Regions from separate parts of the Zea mays genome. Here region 1 is linked to region 2. A link is a contact called in public Hi-C data. All regions are on one chromosome and are shown on one strand. The core of a region is the stretch at or near the end of the contact, and the rest is flanking DNA. Distances in the headings are between cores, read along the strand shown.

Region 1 (6,548 bases), core at 3,011-5,510, 180 kb before region 2:
GTGGAGCTTTCGGCCCGTCGGACCGCGGCGTCCTCTAGGAGATTCTTGAGCTCTCCCTGGATACGCCGTCCCTCGGTGGTTGATGGCTCCGGCATCGCGCGGAGAAGCATTGCCGCTGCGGCCAGGTTTTGGCCGACTCCACTGGAAACCGGTGGCGGCCTTACCCTGACGTCGTCGGCGATGCGGTGCTGGATGCCTTGGGGGAGATGACGCGCTTCTCCGGCCGGAGGTTGGCTCGCCCATTCCTGCCCGATGTCCCGGCGGATCGGCTCAAGCGTTCCTGCTCCCTCGTCGAGCCTGGCCTGCATCTCGCGGATTTGCTCGAGCTGTGGGTCATGACCCCCCGCCGGAATGGGAACCACAGCTAGCTCCCGAAGGATGTCAACGCGAGGCACGGGCCTAGGGGGATCACCGTTCTCCGGTATACCAAGATGGTTGCCTTCGCCGGGACCCCCTAGATCAACGTGGAAACATTCGCGACTTGGACCGCAGTCCTCGTCGCCGAGGCTACGGCTACCGTCGGAACAGTCGGAAAGGCAGTAGTCGCATGCGGTCATGAAGTCCCGCACGACACTGGGGTTACCAAGTTCGGAGAAATCCCAACAGAGGTCGAGCTCGCCATCTTCCTCGGACCCCGAGGGCCCGTAGGCCGAGACGGCCGTCAGCCGGTCCCAGGGTGACCGCACACGATACCCCAGAGGGTTTGGACTCGCCTCTATGAGAGTGTCCGCCGAAGCGGAGTTGCTTGGCGGGTCGAGGCCGAATTCAAAAGGCGCGAGATGGGAATCGGTCGGTACCTTTTGGTCGATGGGCGGTGACGAAGTCACGTCAGGGACTGACTGCACCGTCGTCTCAGGTACGAGGGTGATGCCCAGCAAGTCCTTCGCGAGCGTGTTGGCGTCGTCCGTTTGCTTGAGGTTAGTGTGTTGCGGGGAGACGGCACTCGTCTTCGTCTCAGACGCGAGGCCGATGCCCGACGCGCTCTCCGTTGGGGCGCCAGCGCCGTCGACTCACTCGACAGCCAACGAGGTGTCGCCTCCTGCTTGGCCTTGGTTGCCCCGCCTCCTCCTCCGTCGGCGGGGGAGGGGACGGGATAAGCCCGAATGTTGTCCTTCCACCACGTGGGGAAGGCGTCGTCGATTTCCTCGCCGGCGGGCGGGTTGTCGACCGCCATTGTCGCTGTCGCGGCGGGGGATGGAGTATCATGTCGTAGCTGCCGTCGAAGGACCTGAACTCAAGACTCCCGAAACGGAGCACCGTCCTGGGCTGGAGTGGTTGCTGGAGACTGCCCATCTGGAGCTTGACGGGAAGCTGTTCGTCAACACGCAGCAGGCCCCTACCCGGCGCGCCAACTGGCAGCGTTTTAGAACCCGGGGGTCCCTAGACCGACGAGTGAATTATCGCCGCGTGCCCCAGCCCAGATGGGTCGGCGCGAGGCGGAACGCGAAGGGGTGAAAAAGCAGCCGGAGGGAGACAGGCGTGGGAGGTGGAACCCGCGGCCTTCGTGTTAGCCCCGCGCCTAGGTCGGGTGCGCTTGCAGTAGGGGGTTACAAGCGTCCACACGGGAGGGAGCGAGCGGCCTTGCGCGAGCGTCGTCCCGTCCTTCCCCGCGCGGCCCACCCTTTGTAAGAGGGCTCTGGACCTCCCTTTTATAGGCGTAAGGAGAGGATCCAGGTGTACAATGGGGGGTGTAGCAGTGTGCTAACGTGTCTAGCGGAGGAGAGCTAGCGCCCTAAGTACATGCCATCGTGGCAGCCGGAGAGGTTTTGGCACCCAGTTCGCGTGGTGTCGTGGCCGTCGGAGGAGCGCTGGAGCCTGGCGGAAGGACAGCTGTCGGGGCTGTCGAGTCCTTGCTGACGTCCTCTTGCTTCCGTAAGGGGGCTGAGAGCCGTCGTCGTCACAGGGCATGCGGGGCGCCATCATTACTCGTATAGTGGAGCGAGCCAGATGGGACGCCGGTCTTGTTCCCCATAGCCTGAGTCAGCTCGGGGTAGGGTAATGATGGCGCTTTCTGTTGACGTGGTCGGTTCGTGCCCTAGGTTGGGCGAGGTGGAGGCTCCTCCGAGGTCGAGGTCGAGTCTGTCTCCCAAGGTCGAGGTCGAGTCCGAGCCCCCGGGTCGGACGAGGCGGAGACCGTCGGCTAAGGCCAGGGCTGAGTCCGAGCCCTGGGGTCGGGCGAGGCGGACTTCGTCGTCCTTCGGGGCTGAGCCCGGGTCCGAGCCCTGGGGTCGGGCGAAGCGGAGTTCATCGTCTTCCGGGGCTGAGCCCGAGTCCGAGCCCTGGGGTCGGGCGAAACAGAGTTCGTCGTCTTCCGGGGCCGAGCCCGAGTCTGAGCCCTGGGGTCGGGCGGAGCGGAGTTTCCCATGGCGCCTAGGGCCGGACTTGGCTGCTGTCAGCCTCACTCTGTCGAGTGGCTCAGCAGTCAGAGCGGCGCAGGCGGCGCTGCCCTCTTGTCAGACCAGTCAGTAGAGCGGCGAAGTGACTGCGGTCACTTCAGCTCTGTCGACTGGAGGCCGGGCGTCAGGATAAAGGTGTCAGGCCACCTTTGCATTAAATGCCCCTGCGATTTGGTCGGTTGGCGTGGCGATTTGGCCAAGGTTGCTTCTTGGTGAAGACTGGGCCTCGGGCGAGCCGAAGGTGTGTCCGTTGCTGGAGGGGGTCCTCGGGCGAGACGTAGATCCTCCGGGGTCGGCTGCCCTTGCCCGAGGCTGGGCTTGGGCGAGGCGTGATCACGTCCCTCGAATGGACCGATCCTTGACTTAATCGCACCCATCAGGCCTTTGCAGCTTTGTGCTGATGGGGGTTACCAGCTGAGATTTAGGAGCCTTGAGGGTACCCCTAATTATGGTCCCCGACACCTTTCATCACCTCATATCTCATACTCCACTATGTACACAACACTCTATAATGTAACACAATGTTTTGCTGGACTATATGTATGATCTACTTCTCACAGCGTAAGACACGGTAATAGGCTAGTAGCTGATAGCAGCGTAGAATGGATCTATGCATCATGGATTCAATATTTCTCCCTCCGTCCCATAATTATAAACCAATCCAAACTTTTGTAAACAGTCAGAGCGATCTTAAATTTAACTAAATTTATATAATAGAATAATAATTTTTATAATTCCAAATAGATGTTATTAATTTTTCACCGGTTGTATTCTTGTAGCATATCTATTTTATGTCATAATTTTATTTTTTTGTTAGACTTAAAAGCTTTAACTCTCTAAAAAATTTAAATATCTTGTAATTTGAAACTGAGAGGATATCGGTTCAACTCGTGCCTAGCATTATCTATCATATAGTGTGACTATCTAACACAACAATCGAAGTTTTGGAGTCAGACACATACATGGCCAAGTGCAAGTGGACCGACCGCATAGGGCTTCTACAATTCTGGGGGCCCTAATTTGGTTGTGTTGGATATTTAGATGTGTCTGAATCGTGAAATATAATCGCGTATAGAAAACAAACACGAACATTGTCGTCGGCGCATCACGTGATACACTACGAGGCATAAGGTACCTATCGTCGATCTAGACAACTCCTGTATTCAGCACGTCTTAGTAGTCACCTCTGTAGTCAGCATGTAGCATCAACATTTAATAACAAACTGACCTGCACGCAAGATTTTGAAGCTTACATGTGAAGGCAGTGACTTGATCATCAGTTAATTCAACAACACCAGGTATATATTAGCCAATCAAACCACTAATACTTTTTTGTGTTGTCACTAGCGATTACAATAATCTAAACCTCATTAACTAAAAAATATATTCATTTTACTAGGTATGTGCTAGTTTAATTAATTAATTTGGCCATGCTTGTTATGCATAAAATAGAGAGAGCAATTTTATCATCACATTTTTAAAGTTAGAAAATGTTATTCTTGTTATAAAAAGTGCAAGGAAAAAAAGGCCTCGGTATGTGTTTCGCTCCGGGGCCCAAAAAACATAGGTACGAGCCAGTTTGAAGTACAATGCTAACCACGTGAGCCATACAAAATGAATGGTCCTTTATTTAGCGTCTCGGGCTTTAGCTTGGAATATGTAATAAGGATTTTAATTCAGGTGTGTTGCTGTAATAAGTTTGGATTTATGCCTATTCTTTCTTGAAAAAGTTTGAAGCTATAATTTTTTTCTATTATCTTGAAAAAGATTGGTCCTCAGAATGTCAAGCGTAGATTGTTAGCACAGCAATGTTTGGCTTGATCTTTGCTATAGGAGAAGGTAAGTTTTTATGGGCCTTGAAGCCGTTAACTTGACGGTTCTGCCCTTCTGAGGCCTTCTTGCAGTTATGGGCCGATATCTTGGGCTGTCGCCTGTCAGGCACTTTGGGAAACAATTCAAGAATCCGGAAGACGTTTTTTTTTTGGAAAGAAAACGTCGGGCGACGCGTCACCAAATTCTCTGGACAGTCTGTTTAGGTTCAAACAGTACTTTCTATAGAATGGCGACAAATATACAAACACACAATAGCTAATTTGATTGAACATGAGAAAACAATGCGCCATCACTACGCAGCTCAAGCAACTGCTAGTTAAAATGACGGGAGAGAGGGTACCTTTGGCCCGTTTTTTTTCACGCACAATGTGTTCTCTTTCAGGCCCAGTTTAGTTGCTAGAAGTTGAGAGAAATTGAAAAGTAATTTAATAAACAAATAAAAAACACTATCTAAATATTTATAGAATCCAAACAGGCTGTTAGTGAGCTTTTAGTTTTCCCTTTATAAACAGAAAACAAACAGAGAGTGTGAGATAATTGATGGCGAGTCAAACAAAAGTTACTTTTATGAACAATATATAGTATTTTTTTTGTTTAAAATGATCTAACAACCATTCAAATTACACCATGAATATCAATTGCTGCATATTAACAAAGATAGGCATGTACCAATCTAGGGAAAATATCATATAAAGTATCGAAATTAAATACTGCAGACGGCATCTAAGCAAAGAAAAGTAACTATTTCTTTCTAAGACAAATGACCATGAAGACAGTATTATATAAGCTACAAAGAAAACACGAACTATTGGTGTACAACTTATAAAATATAAATGTTATAAGTTTGGAACAAACAATTTATATATAGCTAAGAGATAGGGACATTTGTATTTGCGGCAGATTCAGCTGTAAGTCTGTAACCCATCCCATCTTTAGGGTGACGGGAATGGGTGCGAAAATCATTCTTTCATTCCTGTTTCTATATATATGTTTTAGAAATGTGATCGGATGTGAGAAAAAAAGACAGAACTAACAATGTTTTAAGAAATGGAATCAGATTTGAAAAAGCCTAAACTAGAAATAGAATCAGGATATGTGGACATATGGAAATGGGAGATGATCTAATATTCTCAATTATGCATATATAAAGGCACACAATAATATACACATAGATACATGAAGATCGGTTTGATATTTTTTTGCAAGTCATATGTGTTAATAGGTGTGTGCCCGTGCGTTGCAACGGGAAACATATAACTGTGGACGCCCATGGCAGGTAATGGTCGCACGTGGTATAGTGCAGGAGCTGCAACGCGGCGCTCAAGGCCATGAAGGCGCTCGAGGCTGCCCTGCAGGTGGCCTCAGTCGTCGTCGTCGGGTTCCTTGCCGTCGCCAAGGGAACGGTCCTCACGTCGACTGTTCAGAGGGTCACGATCGTGTCGGCGGTCGTGTTGTGCTTCGCTGCCTCCCGCTGGCTTGCCAACTTCATCCAGAACTTCTACTTCCAAGACTACATCCACGTCTACAAGTGACGCGCTCACGAATACATCTGTTTTTTAAGGTTTTTGTTGCTAGAAGATTGTTGTATTTACTGTGAATGCATATTATTAGGAGAATTGGGTGGGTAGAAAGCAATATCTATGCTGCATTAACTTGTATATAATAATGCATATAATCGATGATGAAACGGAATACACGTGACTTCAGTTGTGTTCACTGGAACTGCAAATTAGCTGAGTTGGTTAGATGATCTGAGTAATACTTCGCTGATACGGCGTGGCGGCCCCGCAGCCAATGGTACGGTGTACGACGTGGTAGACGAGCTGCTCTCCCAAGAGCGCAGCAGCCTGCTGCCCCACCTAAATCGATAAATAAGTTACCAATGGTATTATATGTTCCCGTTGCAACACTCCCAGATCCCCAAGGAAGAAAAAGATCCGGTCAAATATGTGTTGATGCTCATCCCCAGCTTACATAAGTTACCAATGGTATTATATGTTTTCGTTGCAACGCACGAGCACACACCTAGTATAATACATATGATATCATGGTTAAGTCTTGTCATAGTGCTTCAATCCTCTATGACCTGACTGGCGTTTTTAGTGTCTTCATCAAACCTGCTTGATGCTCAATAGAGAAGTATAGCTACACGGTATCTTCGGACAAGTTCCTTAGTTTCGTGGTGTCTCAGCGAGGATCGATGCCAACATAGAGAAGGTCTACACTATTAGTGTCTGTTTAGTTTGGCTTTTGGATTCAGTTTTTGCCCCTAAAAGTCAAAAGCCAAACCAAAAGGTTTGATCCAGGAAGTAGCTTTTT
Region 2 (7,202 bases), core at 4,238-6,737:
CTGCCTTTGTCCTTCCCGTGCGTACGCTTCAGTTCGTTGAAGAACTGAAGCTCTGATTAATGGTGTACATTGAAGAACTGATTATATATATTTGCAGAGAAAGGAAGATGAATCCTGCTCCTCCTCCTTGTATCTCCAATGGTCCATGAACCTAGGCGACAACAAGAGAAAAGAAACGTGTTAAACCTCATTTCCAATACCTAGGTTGTAAAGCTTGGATTGCTTCTTAAATAAGATGGCAGTAATTTTAAAGATAGTAGTAAATCGGCACATAAGAGTATTATATTTCAAAACTAAATTACAAAACGATTTATTTGTAGTCAGAGTTTTATAAGTTGGATAGGTGTACGTACTGCCATCTTATATAAGAAGCAATCCAAGCTTTACATGGCGTATTACATTTTAAGGTGTGACTTAGCCACTTAGGGCACTATGTACACATTATTAGAAACTAAGGGTGTGTTTGGTTCACTGCCCCAGATGCCACAGCCTAAGGTTAGGCATGCCCCATTTTCGTCGGTAAGTGTTTGGTTCATGCCTAATATTAGGCAGCCACGAAAAGTGTGGCGTGTTACATAACCCTTGCCGTATTGTTTTACGCCGCACCTGGGGCGCTCGTTTTGGCCGCCGCACGCCCCACTCCTCCTCTCACCTCACTTGCTCGCCGCCGCACCTGGATCTGGCTCTCGTCTCCTCCAAGCACGGTGAGGTTCTTCCCCTTTCTGCTTTTCACTTTGCTCCTGAGTGGTTCGCCTCCATCCTCCTTTCCCGCAGCGCTCGTCTCGTTCTTCACCTGGATCCAGCGTCGGCGTGGGGACGGGCCCCGCCGCGTGGTGCTGGGCGCGGCGGATCTTGAGCTGCGCGTGGCGGGCTCCAGTGAAGATAGTTTTGGCTTGTTGTGCTTTGCACAACTTCATAATAGAGGATGGTACTGATATTTATGTTTATGAAGATGAGGCATGGTTTGGAAGTCTTCCAAGAAGCAGTCGTACCCATGCTAATATGAACAAAGATAATAAACTTTGGGCCACTATGCGTGATCAGCTAGCGCAGAAAATGTGGGACGATTGGGATGAAAATTGATCTTTTTATGTGGCTGTAATGAGAACCTATTTTATGGTTTTATGTGGCTGTAATGAGAACCTATTTTATGGTATTATGTTGCTGTAATGAGAACCTATTTTATGGTTTTATGTGGCTGTAATGAGAACCTATTTTATGGTATTATGTTGCTGTAATGAGAACCTATTTTATGATATTATGTTGTTGTAATGAGAACCTATTTTATGGTATTATGTTGCTGTACTCAGAACCTATTTATGTTATATTCATGGTATTTTGTTTGTGCCTTTATTGCTGAAATTTATAGATGAGTAAAGGAAAAGAGAAGATTGAGAGGACCATTGTGTGGGATGAGGATCAAAGCAAGTTTATGCTTGGTTGGTTTACTGACTTCATAAAAGAACAACATGCTGGTTTTAAGATTAAAAAACAACACCACTTCAGTGTGCTGAGGCATTGAACAGACAATTCAATATGGGGGTCACTGCTACTTAAGTTGAAAGACATTACATGCATTATAAAGAGAAATGGAAGGTTGTTGTTGCAGCCTTAAGCAAGAGTGGTAACACTTTTGACACAACAAGGTCTATGGTAGTCATATCTGAATCAGAGAAAGCTAACCTAAAGGTAATAAACTCTTCGATGCATTTTTCTAATTTCTAGTTTCTTTATGGAATGTGCATTTCCTTCAGATGCTTATGTTTCTGTATGCTCCTAAAAATTCAAGAAGGCTCTCTAGATGCTTTCAGATGCTTTCTGTATTTTCTTTATGGAAGTTTGTTGCTGCAGCCTTAATGCTTATGTTTATGTATGCTTATGTTTCTAAATGCTTAGGATACATGTTCCTAAAAATTCCTATTTATGCTCTATGTTTCTGTATGCAGGATAGGGCAAGAAGGCTCCTTTCTAAGCCTATCAAGTTTTTCAATGAAATGCAAGAGTTGTTTATTAACAGCAGTGCTGATGGCTCTCTAGCCATGGAAGCTACAACTTGTATGAATGAAACTCATTCTGGAGATGACAGTGACTTCAATGATGATGTGTGCAGTGACTTCTCCAACTATCCTCGGCCTGTGCATGATCTAGGTGATGATTCTGACACTTTACCATCTCCCAATCATCATCCATCTCAAAGTGTTGATCATAGCTCGTCAAGTTCTGGACTGAAGCGCCCACAAGGAGAGGGAGTACCAGCGAAGAGGAATGTGAAACCAAAGAGTCGCACAACAAAGGTAGTAGATGAACTCAGTGCTACTTTGGTAGAACTTCGAAATGATCTTAAGAAGCCACCACCTCCAGTGCCTATGCCTTTTGTTAACCCTGATGCAATATTGTGGCAAAGGCTTGAGAATATGACAATTACTACTGATCAAAAGTTAATGGTAGGAACGTATCTAGCACACAAAGATCAAAAGGGTATGCGTGGTTTCTTATCTGCTGCATCAGACATAACATTTGAGTCATGGGTACTAAAGCATCTGAGTGATTTGGACCTGTGAATCGACTAGGTAATTTTTTGTTGTATTTTCTATCATTATAGCTCTATTGTTTATGCTTATAATAATTTGAGATATTTTTTGCAATTGTAGCAGTCCATGTAGGAGATGAATGGTGTGATAGTTGGGGTTTTTGCATTTCTTCTAGGTTGATGGATGTCAATTGATGGAGATATTTGGTGGTTGTGACTGGTGTTACATTGCTCTTTTTGTTGATTTTTAACTTTGAGGGTACCAATGAGCATAGTGCATAGCACCAGTACCTTTTACAATTATGGAATCTCTGCAAAGCAAGGAAGACATTGGACTGTAATAAATTTTGCTCCAATTTTGCATTGCAAATGTTCTAGTAGTGTCAGATTTTTCTCTAATGCTTCTAGTGAAAAATGAGACCTTTTGGAGACAGTTTCTAAATTTTGTGTGCTGCTAACCTAAATTATGTGTGTTGTTTCATAAGCTCAGTTCTATTAAAAAAGTGTGGCACAAATTGAGTTAAGCGATAAACCAAACAGTAGCCGCACATTTAATGGTGTGCCTAACCTTAGGTGTGATAGTAATCCAAACAGCTGCCACACATTTATAGGTGTGCCTAACCTTAGGCGTGAAAATAAACCAAACAAAGATCTAGGGCATGTTTGGTTTGTGGCTAACTGTGTCACACTTTACCTAAGGTTAGTCGTTCGAATTGAATAACTAATCTTAGGCACAAAAGTTAGGCAAAGTGGGGTAAGTTAGGCATCAATCCAAACAGCCCCCTAACCTTAGGCGTCTTAGGCACGCCACAGGTGTGGCAGAGTGCTAACTTTAGGCGTGGCACATTACACGTGCAACCAAACACACCCTAAACCATGCAAGGGCTGACCACATTCCAGCCGCCTTTTCAAAGCCATCTGTCGTTTGCTTGGTTAGACGGGGTACAATACGTGAAAATGTCTTCATAACTCAAATTGGAAGATCCCCTTAATTACTAGTCTTGTCTGGGCTGCGCACGTGCTGAAGCAGCCCGGCAAAAACACAGGGTGGTCATCCGCAGATGGAGTCCGAATTAGTTATTATGGCCCAGATGTGTTTTCCCTTTAAATAAACTAAAAGCCTGGCCCGGTTCCATCGATAACGAAAAACATCATCGTGTCCACGTGAAAAAGGCCAAGCATTGGCAGCCCAGTTTCACACTCCAGTGATCCAGTGTCCATCCATCCATGTTTAGAAATCATTAACAAGTTGCAGGCTCGCAGCCGTAATATATAGGACTGGACATTCGGTTTATTTTGAAACTTCGGTTCGGTTTTTCGGTTTTAAAAAACTTCGGTTTTCTAGACATTAGAAACTGATCGATTTTCTAGAAAACAAAAAACCGAGAAGTTCAGTTTCGGTTTTTTACTTCGGTTTTTGGTAAAAACCGAATATCAAACTTGTACTCAAGGCAACACATATAACAAGTTTATATGATAGATTACACATAATTTTAAAAAGTAAAAATTATATAGGTACAAATATTTAGAGATACATCATACATCATATATAAATAAGTGAATAACAATTTGATTGCTTCACACATTTAGTTCACATAATCAAATAGTCAAATTTTAGAATTGATAAAGTTTGATATTCGGTTTTTTGTATTTCGGTTCGGTATACGGTGAAAACCGATTACGATACCGAAAACTGAACTTCTGAAATACAAAAACCAAAATCGAACCGAACTACCGAAATTTCGGTTCGGTTTTCGGTTTATGGTAAAAAAATGCCCACCCCTAATAATATAATAATAAAATGAAATGTTTACACCTACGGAACCAACAGGAAACACTTTTTTGTGTTTTATTAAAATAAAGTCTAACTATAGAAATTGTATCAATATACTGACTAGTCAGTCCTACATGAATCATTAATTCATGAGTAGAGAGTCTCCTAGGTCACGCACGCAATGGCAAATTATAGTGTGGCACAAAAGAAAAGGTAAAACTGAAATGAAACGAGAGATCTAGCAGCTGAAAGAACTCAAACCAGCAACGAGCACGCCGCACGTAAAAATGACCTGAATAGCTCTCAGAGTGGCGGTTGGCAAACCTGGGTCTCAGATTTCAAACTGCAACGAACCATCGCAGTGGCAGCTGGACGGGCTTCTGCAGGCCTCTGCTTGCTCAGAAAATCGTTTTCCTCCTCCCCCCCCCCCCCCCCCCCCCCCCCCCCCCCCTAGTAGTGAGGTGAATAGGATACAGACTTCCTACCTCTACCTGCCAGGTGACAGCAACGATCGATCGCATTCGCATCGCATGGCGCAGCAAGGTGGCGGCAGGTAGGCTGGTCAGGGAAGAAGTGGGCCTGTGAGCCTTTCGGTCACAAGTTTAGTTCGTCGTCGAAGTGGCGGTGGAAACGAGTAGAAAAAGGTTGCGTTGTTTGCAACCGTGGCTTTGGGTAATTGGATTTATTGGTTCAGTAGCGTCTGCATGGTCCGCAGAGGCGCAGACGAGGTGGCGTGCAGCTGCGCTCACCTGTGCTTGTGCCCCACGTCCATCGACGCACAGAGGAAAAAAATTGTGTGCGTACCTGTTGCAAACTATTGTTTGCCAAAGGGTGATCGGCAAACGCATTATTCAAATCGCTAACAAACCAGAGCCTCGTTCGTTCATCTGAAACCATGCGTCAGTATAGTTGTATATCACCGGCGAGTTGACCCATTAAACAAGAGAATTATTATGCAGACAAGCAGTTCCGACAAATTGCACAGGCATGAATATGGGGTGCAGATTAGAGAGCATTCATCAGCAGCAACGGTTGCACGCCTGAGCCCCGTGTGACCGTGTCGCATGCCCTGAAGCCTGACCGGGTCTAGGGCTCTTGACCGTGCCGTGCGTTACAATTGCGCGCCCCGCGTAATTACACTTCCGGTTCCTTCAAACCTCTCTCTCTCTTCTCTCCGGTTGTCGCCGGAACTCAGAGGCGGCAATGGACAGCCGACACATCGCGCCACCGCCCGCCGTCCTGTTCCTCGTGCTCCTGTCCACCGCGGCGCGGCCGTCTCTGGCTCAGCCGAGCAACAACAGCACGAGCGGCCACCACTCCCGGACGGCCGGCGGGTTCACGCCGACCACGGTGATCGTGCTCGTGGCCCTCGTCTCCGCCTTCGTCGTCCTCACCCTCTTCTCCATCTACATCAACCGCTGCGCGCCGACCCGCCCTCCCCCGCAGCGGCCGTCCCGCCCCGCTCCAGCTCCACCGGACCACCACCACCACCAGGCCTCCTCCGCCACCGGCGGCGGCGGAGGCGGAGGCGTTCTCCATCCGGAGCGCCGCGCGCGGGCCGGGCTCGACAAGGAGGCCGTCGTGTCGTTCCCTACCGCGGTCTACGGCGACGTGAAGGCGCGCGTGGCGGGCCCGCTCGAGTGCGCGGTGTGCCTCGCCGCGTTCGAGGACCGCGACGAGCTCCGGGTGCTCCCCGCCTGCTGCCACGTCTTCCACCCGGACTGCATCGACCCCTGGCTCGCCGGCGCCGCCACGTGCCCGCTCTGCCGCGCCGACCTCACGGCCGCCGCGCCGCACCCTCCTCCCGCCTCCTCCTCGGGCTCCTCCTCCGAGCCGGCGGTGCGGGAGCGGGAACAGGAGGCGCGCGACGAGGAGCGAGACGAGGAGGCGCGCCTCGTCGCCGCCTTCACGCCCGAGTCCGTCATGAGCTTCGGCGCGGCGCGCCCCCACGAGTTCGTCTACCGGCGGACGCAGTCCGCCATGGACGTGCCGGACCGGCACACGCTGCGGCTGCCGGAGCACGTCATGAAGGAGCTCGCGGCGGTCCGCAGGCACCGGCGGGCCGCGAGCCTCGCCGTGTACCCCGACGGCGTGGAGCGGGCGCCCGGATGGCTGGCGTCGTTCTGGCGGTCCGTGCCGTGGCAGCGGCCGAGCCGGACGGACTCGGACGCCGTCGACGAGCACGGCGGCAGCAAGCGCGTCTTCCCCATCGCCGGAGCTCCGTCGGAAAGACCCAGCGGATCAGGGGATGCTACAGACGAGGAGAAAGCCGACCGTGGCGCTGGCGCGTGATTCAGCTTCGCGTCCAATGCAAGGGACGATGATCATTGATTGGTGTTGTGAACTGTGAAGTCATCAAGTGCTAGCTGCCTCCCTCTGGGAAAAATATGAAATTCTAGTTTGGTTTCTAGTTATTTTTAAAAAAAGCGTACCTAAAATTAGAAAAAAGGGTATTCCATTCCGACGTTTTCATCCTAGACGTTGGTTTAGAACTGCATTCCTTTTTCAGATGGAGGGAAAAGTAGCGTGATGGTAGAATTAACGTGTGTCCCCGATGCCGGTCGATGCTTTTTATCCCGGTACTAATGTACTCGTATACTCCATGATGATTTTTTGGTCTGGGTATGAATGCCTGGTGAAATTGTAAGATTTTTAGCAAGTGATTATTATTCTCTACGAGTAGGTCATTAACAGTAGCTGGATTAGGTAACCGTGGTCCGCAATTAGCAGCATAATAAAGTTACTCGGAAGTCCTTGATTGCCTCCAGCTGTGACATGAAGCTGTGCAATAGAGTCCAAGCAGAGCAGGCATGAGACATTGAGACACATAATAAAAGTTGATTTTTTTTCTTTTTTCTTTTTCTGGGCGGTGCCTGGTGGTCAAAGATAACTGGTCGA

The links. Hi-C and Micro-C count contacts between places; a contact is called where the count stands out from the background.
Region 1: a contact with region 2 is called in a Hi-C map of tassel, with 2.9 times the contacts expected there. The contact joins the enhancer-like site here to the promoter of LOC100217255 in region 2. A contact is called at or near these places in 3 of 25 Hi-C or Micro-C datasets (ear, leaf and tassel).

What each region holds. Positions count from the first base shown.
Region 1 is chr1:19,375,498-19,382,045 of Zm-B73-REFERENCE-NAM-5.0, reverse strand. No RefSeq gene overlaps it. Among protein-coding and RNA genes, the nearest start is that of LOC100274829, 64 kb to the right of the region's middle. Within about 2 kb of position 4,260, at least 14 of the 20 cell types and tissues checked have an H3K27ac peak or open chromatin away from gene starts, as enhancers often do. A contact at or near this core is called in ear, leaf and tassel, where this site is marked.
Region 2 is chr1:19,199,260-19,206,461 of Zm-B73-REFERENCE-NAM-5.0, reverse strand. It overlaps LOC100217255 (putative RING zinc finger domain superfamily protein), which reads left to right and starts at 5,487. Exons shown (of 1, transcript NM_001143610.1): 1 at 5,487-6,961. The coding sequence starts at 5,508. The coding sequence ends at 6,596. It also overlaps the pseudogene LOC103631832.